Regions from separate parts of the Xenopus laevis genome. Here region 1 is linked to region 2. The links are chromatin contacts, called in public Hi-C maps. All regions are on one chromosome and are shown on one strand. Each heading gives the region's core, a stretch centred on a gene start, on an enhancer-like site or on the middle of the called end of the contact. The rest is flanking DNA. Distances are from core to core; before and after follow the strand shown. Region 1 has its middle 20 kb from the start of pdk4.S. Region 2 has its middle 20 kb from the start of asb4.S.

The links. A called contact is a pair of places that touch in the nucleus more often than the background predicts.
Region 1: a contact with region 2 is called in a Hi-C map of animal cap, with 9 times the contacts expected there. The contact joins two enhancer-like sites. A contact is called at or near these places in 3 of 4 Hi-C or Micro-C datasets (the XL177 cell line, the XTC cell line and animal cap).

What each region holds. Positions count from the first base shown.
Region 1 is chr6S:26,235,235-26,241,556 of Xenopus_laevis_v10.1, reverse strand. No RefSeq gene overlaps it. Among protein-coding and RNA genes, the nearest start is that of pdk4.S, 20 kb to the right of the region's middle. Within about 2 kb of position 2,521, at least 2 of the 7 cell types and tissues checked have an H3K27ac peak or open chromatin away from gene starts, as enhancers often do.
Region 2 is chr6S:26,190,379-26,196,006 of Xenopus_laevis_v10.1, reverse strand. No RefSeq gene overlaps it. Among protein-coding and RNA genes, the nearest start is that of asb4.S, 20 kb to the right of the region's middle. Within about 2 kb of position 2,101, at least 2 of the 7 cell types and tissues checked have an H3K27ac peak or open chromatin away from gene starts, as enhancers often do.

The DNA of each region.
Region 1 (6,322 bases), core at 1,272-3,771, 45 kb before region 2:
CAAGCCCTTTACATCAGCTTCTTTGTACAATTAGGAGTCTGTTTATTATGGAAATGCGGCACTAGGTGCAGAGCTCAGCACCAAAGGACCCAAAATTGCCCACAAGCAGGCTGTTTCCATTCATGTCAATAACAGAAGATACAGAGTTGTATTGGGTATTTATCTATAAGCTTAAATACACAAGCAGAGAAACACAAATATATGCTGTTATGTCAAGTGCAGCCCGTGAGTTTCTTTTATAAGGATCTCTTTACCGAGAAATTGTTGCGTTATGTGGCATTTAGTAAAAACACGTGCAGCAGTTCTCTATGTACCCTTAATATAGCTGATGCATATTATGCCTATTCCAGTAGGCTACATTCCACAAGCTTTTAAAAGGGGTAGTTCCGCTTTAAATGAACTTTAAGTATGATGTAGAGTGCTGAGTGTTTGATGTAGGGCATAGTGGGAATACTCCAGGGTTCCCAAGTGTACGTTTGCACAGTTGCGCATCAATTCACCCAAACAGATTACTGGGCTGCAATTAGGGTTGCCACCTAGGCGGTATTTTACCACTCTGGCGAGTAAAAAGGATTGTTGATCCCAACCTTATTAATAGGGAAAAAAGGAAGGCCGGTATTTTTTCCAGAAAAGTTGGCAACCCTAGCTGCAATGGTGCCTGCCGCCAAAGCATACAAGAGTGCAAGAAGCAGTTTTGGATGCAAGTAACTTTAATGAATGGAGTTCATTTACACAATGATTGTATCAAAATAGCAAAAAGCCACTCTGGTATCAGCGTCGTACTACCCATTCCCCCGGGGGCCCCCTGCCCCAGCCTCATCCCCCCTTCCAAATCATAACTTATACCAGCAGGTCTGGGTCAGCTCACAAGGGCTGAGGCCCACCGGGTTTTTTCTCATTGTCCCGCTAGTCCAGTCTGACCCTACTAGTCAAAGTCTAATTTTTAAATTAGAATTTTGGCCCCCTCGCACATACAATTTAAACATGAAGAGCAGCAGCAGAGGAAATGCCCCCTTGCCTTGGGCACAACCCTGAAACACCCCTATGCATGACCTTCTTACAATACACTACAATAAACCAAGTTTCCAGAACAGGTGCCAGGCAGCAGACACATGTTAATGGAAAAGCAGTTTAAATAATACATGGACATTTCATTTCAAATTAAATAGGATAGTAAATATCTGGATTAAAATTAAAATATATATAATTTTCTATTTTGCTTGAAAGGCAAAAAGTGAACCTAAAAGAAGCTGTTGAGCAGGAATCTAAAGGCGTGGGTGTCGTCTGGCAGCTGTTAAGCTAAAGTCCCATCATGCTTGTGTTTAAATAAGGGAGCATGGACCCAGAGCATGCTAGAACAGATGTTATTTTGATCAGTCGAGCAGTGGATTTGTTTGTGCATTTCATTTGTTAGATCAGCACAATGTCAGGTTAAATTAGTGATTGAATACGCTAGATCAGGCTGGCCTGAAACACTCCAAGTAAACACTGAAGGGACTGCATTTGCAGAAAATGATGCATCGCCACAGCTTGATTAATGGGGGTACTTAACCCTTTCTATGTCACCAATCACATCATCTATAGCACACATACAAAAATATCAGCTTTCCAGCACCAATTAAATTCTTAATTTCCAGTGTTTGATGTGCATAGTGGACTAGCTCTCCAGGGCACCATGAGAAAACCTGTTGGGCCCCTCTGGCCTGGGCACATGCTACCATGCATGCAAAGAGCCCTCGGCCCAACCACATCTAATCCTCTCTTGTCCCTTACATGGTAGCCGAGCAATGTTAGCAGCACCATCTCTGGCCACATCCAATACCCAACTGTACCCAGTTGACTTCAGGTTTCTAGTGAGTGTGCTTCTGGTTGGAAATCAATGGCAGGGAGCCTTCACACAGATGTGGAGTGGCAGCCTCCATTGTCATTGTGTTACTGCTTTGTTGGGCCAGGAATGAGGCAAGGATAGGGTTGCCACCTGGCCAGTATTTTACCGGTTCATCCCAATGTTATGAATAGGGAAAAATTATAAATATATAGGAAGACCAAGCAAGGATGACCATTAGATGCAGTAAGGAAGGTGGAAGGGGACCCTTTGAGCAGGAGGGGCTATTTTAAGAAAGGGCTGTGGGGGTTTCATCCCTATTTATTTCTATTAGGTTTCCTTATGCCCAGGCTTGACATAGCCAGATGTCACATGTTATGTGCACAATATAAACAGGGTATGGATTTACCTTCATTTTATCCTGGTCGGACTTTTTATGCAGTACAATGGGTGCCTATATGACGTGGTGCTGTGGATGTATAGTTATTATTAGTAGCTGGACATGCTGGTGGTTACACAATGCAGCTTTAGCAAAGGGGTTGGGTGTTCCTGACTACAAATGGCTGTTTATAGTGAGGCTGTGGAATGTTATTGAGATGTTTTCATCTTGAATTTCAAGAATAAGCCAGAAGGGGGCTTTGCACAATGAACTCATATGACTACAAGTAAACACTGAGCTGGAACAGCGTAAACTTTCACCTACTTAGCCTCCTCCTTGTCCCACACACTGTTCCGACTCAGTAGGGAGGGGAATATGCAACCACAATTTGTCACTAACAACTTCCTGCCAAGGGGTCAACAAAGCAACTCACACACACGTTGGGCATTTGTTCCCTTTTCTCACTGGGGTTTATGATAACTGACAACGGCAAAACTCTTTGCAAAAAAAAAAATTTTTGTAGAAAATATTCGAAGCTTGCACTTATCTCAGTTATATTGAATGTTATGAAGGAGATTGTAAAGCCAACCAGCATCTACTACCCCACTACTCCAGCCAGTAGTGAAGGGCTGCAGGCTAAACCTCTGGAACTGTAGAAAAACACAATGAATGCATATAGCAAAATAGCTTCTTTAGCGGGATGCTAACTGAAACCTAAATTTAGTGGGATGACTTTTCATCCACTTTAACTGGCTTTTAATTAAATTGACCCCAATTTGTGTTGCATTAATTCTGCTCTGTCTGACAGATATATTAGGATCGGAACACTGGCACCCAAGACAAAAATAAACTTGATTTGGCAATTCATATGGGTACCCAAATTGGGCAAATATCTGCTTGTATGGCGAGGTTGGGGGATCTATTCGTGAATGGCCAGCTTTAGTTCGAAGAATATCTAGGACAACAAATAAGTGTTCACCACCAAATCTCTTCAATCTGGGCATCTAGTTATATCTATATATGTAAGGAAGAAAATATGCATTATTTTAAAATTTCTCTAAACTGGGATTTAGTCTGAGCTTCCTACCAAGGCTCTCGCTTTCCTAATGGGGCCATCTGACATTTAGGTCTGTAGTCTTCCCTGTGGTAACATATGGCAGTAAAAGTTGGACTATGAGAAAGGTACATAATTGTTACAAGAAACACTGATGGTAAAACTAAAGTTCAGCTTCTTTGGCCACATAAATTAATGAAGGTGGAGAAAATAGGAGGTAGAAGAAGAAGAAGACAAGATATGCTCTGATGGATTGACTGTAGTATTGAACTTGAATTCCCAAAACTCAGAGGAGCAGGTAGTGGCAGAAACCCAATTAATAAAGTCTATCAGAGTTGCATTAGTCTAATCACCGTAAGTAAAAAAAGGCAATATATACCTTGTATAAAGCTGGCTTTACATTTGCTCTCATTTTGAATAAAAGTTGATGGCAAAGGTTATTGTGCAAGAGGAACCGATTATAGTAGAACCCCCATTTTAAGTTTTTCAGGGGACCAGGATAAAATGATATGCAAATTATATGCTAACTATGTATACATATATAAGGGGATCATATAATAATCTCTCTAATGCTTTATTTACCAGTAGGTCTTTCCAGCTGACAAGAGGTCACCCATTCCGATTAGAAGAAAAGAGGTTCCGCCTAAATATTCGGAAGGGGTTTTTTACAGTGAGAGCTGTGAAGATGTGGAATTCTCTCCCTGAATCAGTGGTACAGGCTGATACATTAGATAGCTTTAAGAAGGGGTTGGATGGTGTTTAGCAAGTGAGGGAATACAGGGTTATGGAAGATAGCGCATAGTACAAGTTGATCCAGGGACTAGTCTGATTGCCTTTTTGGAGTCAGGAAGGATTTTTCCCCCTCTGTGGAAAATTGGAGAGGCTTCAGATGTTTTTTTTTTGCCTTCCTCTGGATCAACTGGCAGTTAGGCAGGTTAAAAAAGTTAAAAGGTTGAACTTGATGGACGTGTGTCTTTTTTCAACATAACTTACTATATTACTCAAAGGATATAAGCACAGGAGTCAATTTTACTTTGAAATACAATAGTTACTGTGTTAATTACTAGGGTTAAACATTGCAGCATTAATGTTACACTATGGGGGGGGCATATGCACAAGCTACTGCAATAAGTGGTTTGACTATGACTGCATGAGGTGCAGACTAATTGGAATTGTCTATTTACAGACAGAACATCGCAAAATATGCATCTGGTTAATAGTTTAAATCTCTTTATTTCACTAATAATAATATTCACAGAGGGTAAGCGCAGTGACACATGGGAAGATTTGTCGCCAGCGACTTCCTCTGGAGGCATCTATAAACAAATTATCGAACAGTTGAGCATAACGCCAGCCATTTCAATTACCGGCAATGGAGAGCCATTTCTGGGAGATTTGACGCTTCTACAAAAAACAAAACTTCCCGTGTGCCACTACCCTAAATTGCAATTTTTGGGAATATTTTTGTAAAATCCAGGGATGTAAAATTAGGGTATGTAAAAGAGGTTTCGCTGTATCTGCATGTCTTAACTGAGAAGAAGCCTTGTTGACTTAAATAACCTCACCCAGAGACTCCTGTGCCCTTTTAAATTGTTCTGTTCTATAACTGGTTTCCTGGGATTAATGAGTAATCATTAATAGTTGGGGGGAAAAAGAACCACAAGGTGTAATGGCAACTGAAGGAGAAATAGCTGGCATGTGATATTTAACCTTTCCCCAGCAGGCAGATTTGGAAATTGTTCAAAAGTAATATTATCTAACCCTAAACTATTCACACACACAGGTGTCACAAAGGCATTTTGTTTTCCTTGGTGTAGCATTGGTCAGGAACAGGGAATGTCTTCACACACTGTTCTTTTCCCATTGTGTCTTTTGATAAACAGACTGTGTTCTGTGACCTCTCACACACTTGGCTGCCGTTCCTAACTGTCTCTGCCACAAAGCACAGATCAACTCCTTGTAAGACCAAATACTATCTGGATTAGAGAAAGGAGCATGCGGCTGATGCTATTCTTTTACACAACCAAACTACCAGTGGCAAGCAGATTTTAAGCCATAACCTCCATGATAGAGAATTTAAGGGAAGCTTTAAAGGACACTGAAATCTGCTTTCCCAGTGATCCCTTGTGGCTGTCCAGTATGGGTGCATTCTCAGTGTATTGCAATTTACTAACTCCCAGTGAATAATTTCCTTGTCCTTTAAGATTTTTTATTTTCAGCTTTGTCTGCATGAGGTAGAAGTTAAGCAGGAATTATATGAGCAATAGGTTGAATCTTTATTTAATCTTAAATTCAAAATTACTATATTATTATAGATGTTCTTCCTTTTTTAACACAGGTTTATACAGTATGTGTCAGAAAAGTCATATATAATTAAGAACAGCTTGTGTATTAGATATATACATACATTTTCTATAGAAAGAATACCTGTTATCACAGTTGCAGAAATAAGAGGGCTTTTAGTGCTGTATTATAATTATTGCATGAGCTGTTCTATTGTCAGGTCCCTCTAGGTAACACTGTTCAGTAAATAAGCTTACCACAGGGCTGTACAAATAGGTGGTTAGCACCTACTGGTCTAGTGCAGTCAGGATGATGCCAAGGGCAAATATTTCTCATATTATCACTTAGCCCTCCATATAGTGAAATAACTACTTTCATTTGCAAAGACAATATATCAGAATTCAGTGTATTAATTTGTGCACGCTGCAGCAAAGGGCATTACAAATCTCACTTGCACATTCTGTGATTAGGAATTTAACTACATGAATATGTGCACATACACACTTACATAGAATACCAAACACAAGCAGATGCCCAGCAGGCACACTTAAACCTAGGATGAAAACCGGAAACAGTGAATATCTGCTGTACAGCACAAATGTCAGGCATTAGCCTGGGGCCATTATCTGTTATTGAAGTACAACTACCAGCATACACCAAGATACACACTAGAGATTGACACACTAGAGATTGTAATAACAACTAGTGATGGGCGAATTTCTCCCATTTTGCCTCGCTGAAAAATGTGCGAATTTCCCGCAAAATTTGCGAAACAGCGAAA
Region 2 (5,628 bases), core at 852-3,351:
AAGTTATGTATCATTTATTATTAATAATAATTACTTTTAAAGATATGTAGGAAGGGAATGAAAAACTTCATTAAATCCAACCAGCTTTGCATCACATTCAGTTTTATGTAAGTCCAGAGCACTGGCTTGTGATACCTTTATACAGAGCCGCGGAACTAGCCAGCTGACAATAAGTAGCCATATAAAGTTGTACTTTCACAGAGATATGCATGAATGAAGGTTTGGCTGATCTCTTGGTGCCATCATTCCCTTGAAACAGAGTTCACTGCTATGTATTTACTTAGAACCATTGGATAGGGATCTGGTGCTAAAAGGAATAGCAGGCATGTTGCTGACAGTTAGGTCATATACTGATACTGGAGAGGAACAGCAGATCCCTGGAAGTTCCATTTGTCAGTGCCAAGAAACAGAGCACACGTCAAGGCTTGCCATATATCTTAACAGCACAGTTGTGATACCATCATGAATATCCTCATTGTCCATTATTTTTACTTTCTTCAGCCCCTATTTCCATAGAAATATTCCAATATCACAATCACAAACAGGCCATTATTTATGGCACAGTTTGTGGCTCCTGCCACTTTGTCAAAGACTAACTATCCTTTAGTGCTATTCAAGTTATGTAATGGTCTCATTTATTCTCATACAGTGTGTGTAAAGCTGGCCATAGATGTTGAGATTTTTAAAAGATCCGATCGTCATCGTGAGACCACGATTATCTCGGAACGATCGTACAAATTTACCATCAAGTAAAAAGACCAATTTGCCAGGAAAACAAAGGGGAGCTGCCTGCTTGTCCCTGCAAACATAGATAGATTGCACTGGGACCGATAAAGATTTTTTAACCTGGCCGAACAATTTCCTGACAGATGTCGGCCGAAAAATCGGTGGGAGTTGCAGTTCGAACAATACCAGAAGTAAATAAATGTCTCTCTGCTTTGTCAAGTACTTCATTCTTGCAAGCTAAAAAAACTTTATCTGTGGAGAATTGTCACTACCACAGGAGCCAAACCTCCTCCTCGGGAAGCATCTTCAGAAAACAAAGCTCTGCACATGTGCCCAACGCTGATTTACTTGATTGCCAACGGAAAAACATTTCAGGGATATTTGTCGTCCACGTTGGTGCAAATTTAAACGCACATGACCAATCTCCTTGAGTGCCCTTACAGGCCCGGACTGGCAATCTGTGGATTCTGGCAAATGCCACAGGGGCTGCTGTATGGTTCCATAGAAAGTTACCATATAGTGGGCTGGTAGGAGGCTGTTTGGGTTGGTAGGGGGCTGTTTGGGCCTCTGTGTACTTGGAATGGCAGGGCCTATTTTGACTCCCAGTCCAGGCCTGCGCCTTACACTACAAGCACAAGGCAGACTAAGCACAATACAGGTATGGGATCCGTTATCCGGAAACCCGTTATCCGGAAAGTTCCGAATTACGGAAAGGCCGTCTCCCACAGACTCCATTATAATCAAATAATCCAAGATTTTAAAAAAGATTTCCTTTTTCTCTGTAATAATAAAACAGTTGCTTGTACTTGATCGTAACTAAGATATAATTAATCCTTATTGGAAGCAAAACCAGCCTATTGGGTGTATTTAATGTTTATATGATTTTCTAGTAGTCTTAAGGTGTGAAGATCCAAATTACGGAAAGACCTGTTATCCGGAAAGCCCCAGGTCCCGATGATTCCGGATAATAGGTCCAATACCTGTATAAGAAATAGGAGTGGAGACAGTAGGTTTGATTTTAGGAAGAGAGAGAAGAGAATTAGATTTAGGTTCCCAGAATCTGAGGAACATATATAATTTATAAGGTCAAAATTATAAGGAATAGCAATTGCTATTTCAAAATGAGTAATCATATTTTATATGAACATAAAGGAAATCAAACCTTATGCCCCAACACCCCAGTGCAAACCCCAGCTTTTCTACATTGCATCGACCTCTTGAAACATAAAAACACACAGATTTATGAAGGATTAATGATGCACTAAAATGGGACATCAAATGGACCATGAAAAAACATGGAATGAAGCTCAAGTAATGGGGGCAGGGGCACACGCAAACAACTCAGCATAACAACTGCTGCACATAACCAGAAAGAACTAGTTCCCAAATAGCCCTGCACTGTGCAGCTGCTGAACTGACCTATGAACGCACTCTCATTCTGCACAATCTAGCAAGGTTACAGCACCCTCTAGTGGCCACTCAAAAAAATAACATGATGCTCCTGAAAAACATCAATAAAAATAAAGTCCCTGTGTATGTAATTTTCCAATCCCTGCCAAAGCAATAATATGATATAGTGTAGTATTTATTTTTACTATAAATACACCTTGGTGCGATGCCTACCAATCTCTTATGTTCAGGTATTATGGAGGAATACAATAAAAAAAAGTCACAAAGAGAAAAACAGTTTGCACAAATAAGAATAAAAATTTCCATTTCGCAGTGTAATATTCTTCCTGTTATTGCATTGAGCATTTTAATCTTCATTAAATGTCATAATCTTTTGGAGTCGGAAAAGTCAACGCTATCCGGACGCCCATTGACTTTAACGCCGGCCTCAAAATTGACGCAAATTGACTCGGCGTCAAAATTCGAGTTTTGTGAACGGGAGAAATTCACCCATCAATAGTTTGGAGCAAAGGTAAGAAGTTTTATTACCTTCACTGTGCACTGGCGCAAACTAGAAAATTCGCAAACCGTCTTCCACTGTTGGAAGAAGTCGCTAAACAGTTTCCGGGTTCGCAAAAGCTATATTAAATTCGCGAAAAGGAAAAAGTGTTCGCACAAAGGAATAACTTATCGCATTGAAAATTCGTCGACGTTAAAAATTTTTGGACGCGCATCATAAAAGTTGCTTTCATCAAAACTTTCACGCGTCATTATTCAGACACCCATTGACTTTAACACTGGCGTCAGAATTGACGCGGGCGTCAATATTGACACGGGTGTCAAAATTTTTGCTTTGCTAATTTTTCAGGGACAAATTCACCCATCACTAGTTATAACAATGCCACAAAATTAATTCATCTCAACAGTACATGTATCCCTTAATATCATGGAAGCACTCTCATCAACCTTACGTTCACTTAAAGGTTTACTTATCTTTTAAGCTTCTCTACCTTTAAAAAACTATAATGATATAGTTCAAACTAATAATAAGAATAAAATAATGTGCCTGACTCATCACTCTTTTCCTGTAAGAATCATTCTCTTTGCACAGCTTAAAGGGGAAGTAAAGCCTATGCACCAAATCTTTTTTATCATTTTGCACAACTAACACTTAATACTTTTATACTGTAACATGTTCAGTGCTTTCACTTCCATTGCCTGTTGGGATTTTGGCAATTGGTGAGTAGGAGTATTGAGGCTGGAGGCCCAAGCAGTGACCAAAACAGGGAACAGAAGTGACACAGCACAAGATGGCAAACACTAACAGTGCTGCACTTCTACACACAGTACAAGGGAACAGATAATTGGGGCAGTTGTGAGTAGGAGAGTGGCGGGCCAGTCAATTAGAGATAAATCTTTATACCATGTTAGTAAAACAATTTCAGCCCAGCATAGGTATGCAGAGACATCAGTATTCTGGGGGCAGATTTCCAGTGTTATTGGATTTGGATCACATCATTATCAGATAGGCCCAGGCCATTCCTGTACAATGTAAGGCAGAAAGTCACAGCAGAAAGTATATACGGTATTTTGATCTCCTCCTCACACAGTGGTTATGGGTTGAACACCTCCAATATTAAGTAGCGTATAAATACACTGGAGAGCTGGTCAGTGCAGTGACATCTTGACTGTATTAGAGATGCACAGCACTAAGTATATGGACCACAAGGGTTAATTGACAGAACAATAACAGTGAAATTCTACCAGGACTGGAACTAGGGGTTGGCATAGAGGCACCTGCACAGGGTGTAATGATACGGGGGGCTAGGCAGGTACCTGTTAATCTGTCTTCTGCTGCATACTCCTAGTCCATGTTTGATTCCCTCCCTCGGTCGATCTCCCTCCTTCCCTCCCCTCCATCGCTCCCTTTCCCTACTCTGTCTGTCCCTCGCCTACATCACATGCACGTGTGATTTGCAGTTGGGGTCGCGCATGCACAGGGGGGGAGCGTGGTGGCCGTCCGGGTCACCTAGGGTGTCTGGATTCTTCCCTTACTACACTGTGTGACCAAGAACACCAGGTGGCCAGGTGAGATGAATACATTATTATTATTTTTATTAATTACTATTATTATGATAATTATTATTATTATTATTAATATTATTATTAATAATACACTCAAAGGATACTGCATTATTAGAGTCATAGTTCCAAATCCAAGTACAGTGTGCAAAGTGCAAATGTGAATGCAATTTGCTGTGTTTTTCCATCTCGACAAAATGATGGGCCTTTCTTTAAAACAAACTGTATGTTATAAGCCTTTCTTGGCACACTTCTGTAGAATAGATTCACACTCAATTTACCCCTGGTGCATTAACTGTGGCAATCTGGCAGACCTGGCTTTGTCAGGGGACTGGGTAACTGGGATTTTATAGGTGATGAGCCTCCACCTAGTGGGCACTGAGGGATACAGCTTTTCCATCAGCAAAGTAAAATACAGGTATGGGATTTGTTATCCAGAAACCCATTACACAAAGACTATCTGCCAAAAACTCTATTTTAAGCAAATAATTAAAATTTTAAAAAAAATATTCCTACAGTCCTGTAATGTGGGACAGATCTCGCTAATAGTGATGGATGGATTTATTCACCAGGCATGGATATGCAGTGAATTTCCACTATCAGTCACCCGCAAATTTTTCGTAAAACTTTGATGAAAATTCGCAGGAGAAGATTGCAGCAACAAAAAAAAAATTGTTGCATGTCAAAATTGTTGCGAGCATAAAAATTGTCGCGCGTCCAAATTATTCAGACACCCATTGACTTTAATGCCTTTGGACAAAATAGTCGCGGTATAAAAATTGTTGCTTGCTTCAAAATGATTTTGACGCCTATTGACTTCAATGCGTTTTTTTCATGTTTTGCTAATTTGTAGGGTTTTTTTCTAGCTAACTAGCACTAGTCCCTTTAATATCACAGTGCCACAGTTACTTTACACCAGTAAAGAATCAGAATCATAAGCACATCAATAAAGCCAACTTATAAGCATGCCTAGCTTTCACTAGCGAGCAGGGTAAATATAAATAGTACATTTAGCAACTTAAGTCTATTTAGTAAGATGAGCATCTGCAAAGGTAGCATTGTAGAATTAAGGAAGGATATCACACTGTTTAAATGATTCATGTTTTCACAAGTAGCCTGTCATGCTTCATTTATCTTCAATAAGTTGATTCATTTAGGCTGATTAGTAATGGTTTCCTATTCCCTCTCTTGCAGGTATAGGAAGAGTCTTTTGCAGTACCACCCACCATTGGCTGAATTATGCAGTAAAGAAATGTGTTTTATTTATTGGCTCAGACTTTGATTGATAGGAAGGTCTAATATGTCTTTTAGGGGGGCTCCCTCTCCTAGCAGGTGCATTACAGCTAACTCAAGTAGCCAACTGGAGCACAAACAAAAGCTAACAAAATAAACAAAATAACTGACTCAGGCACACACTTTGCATGCAGGAAA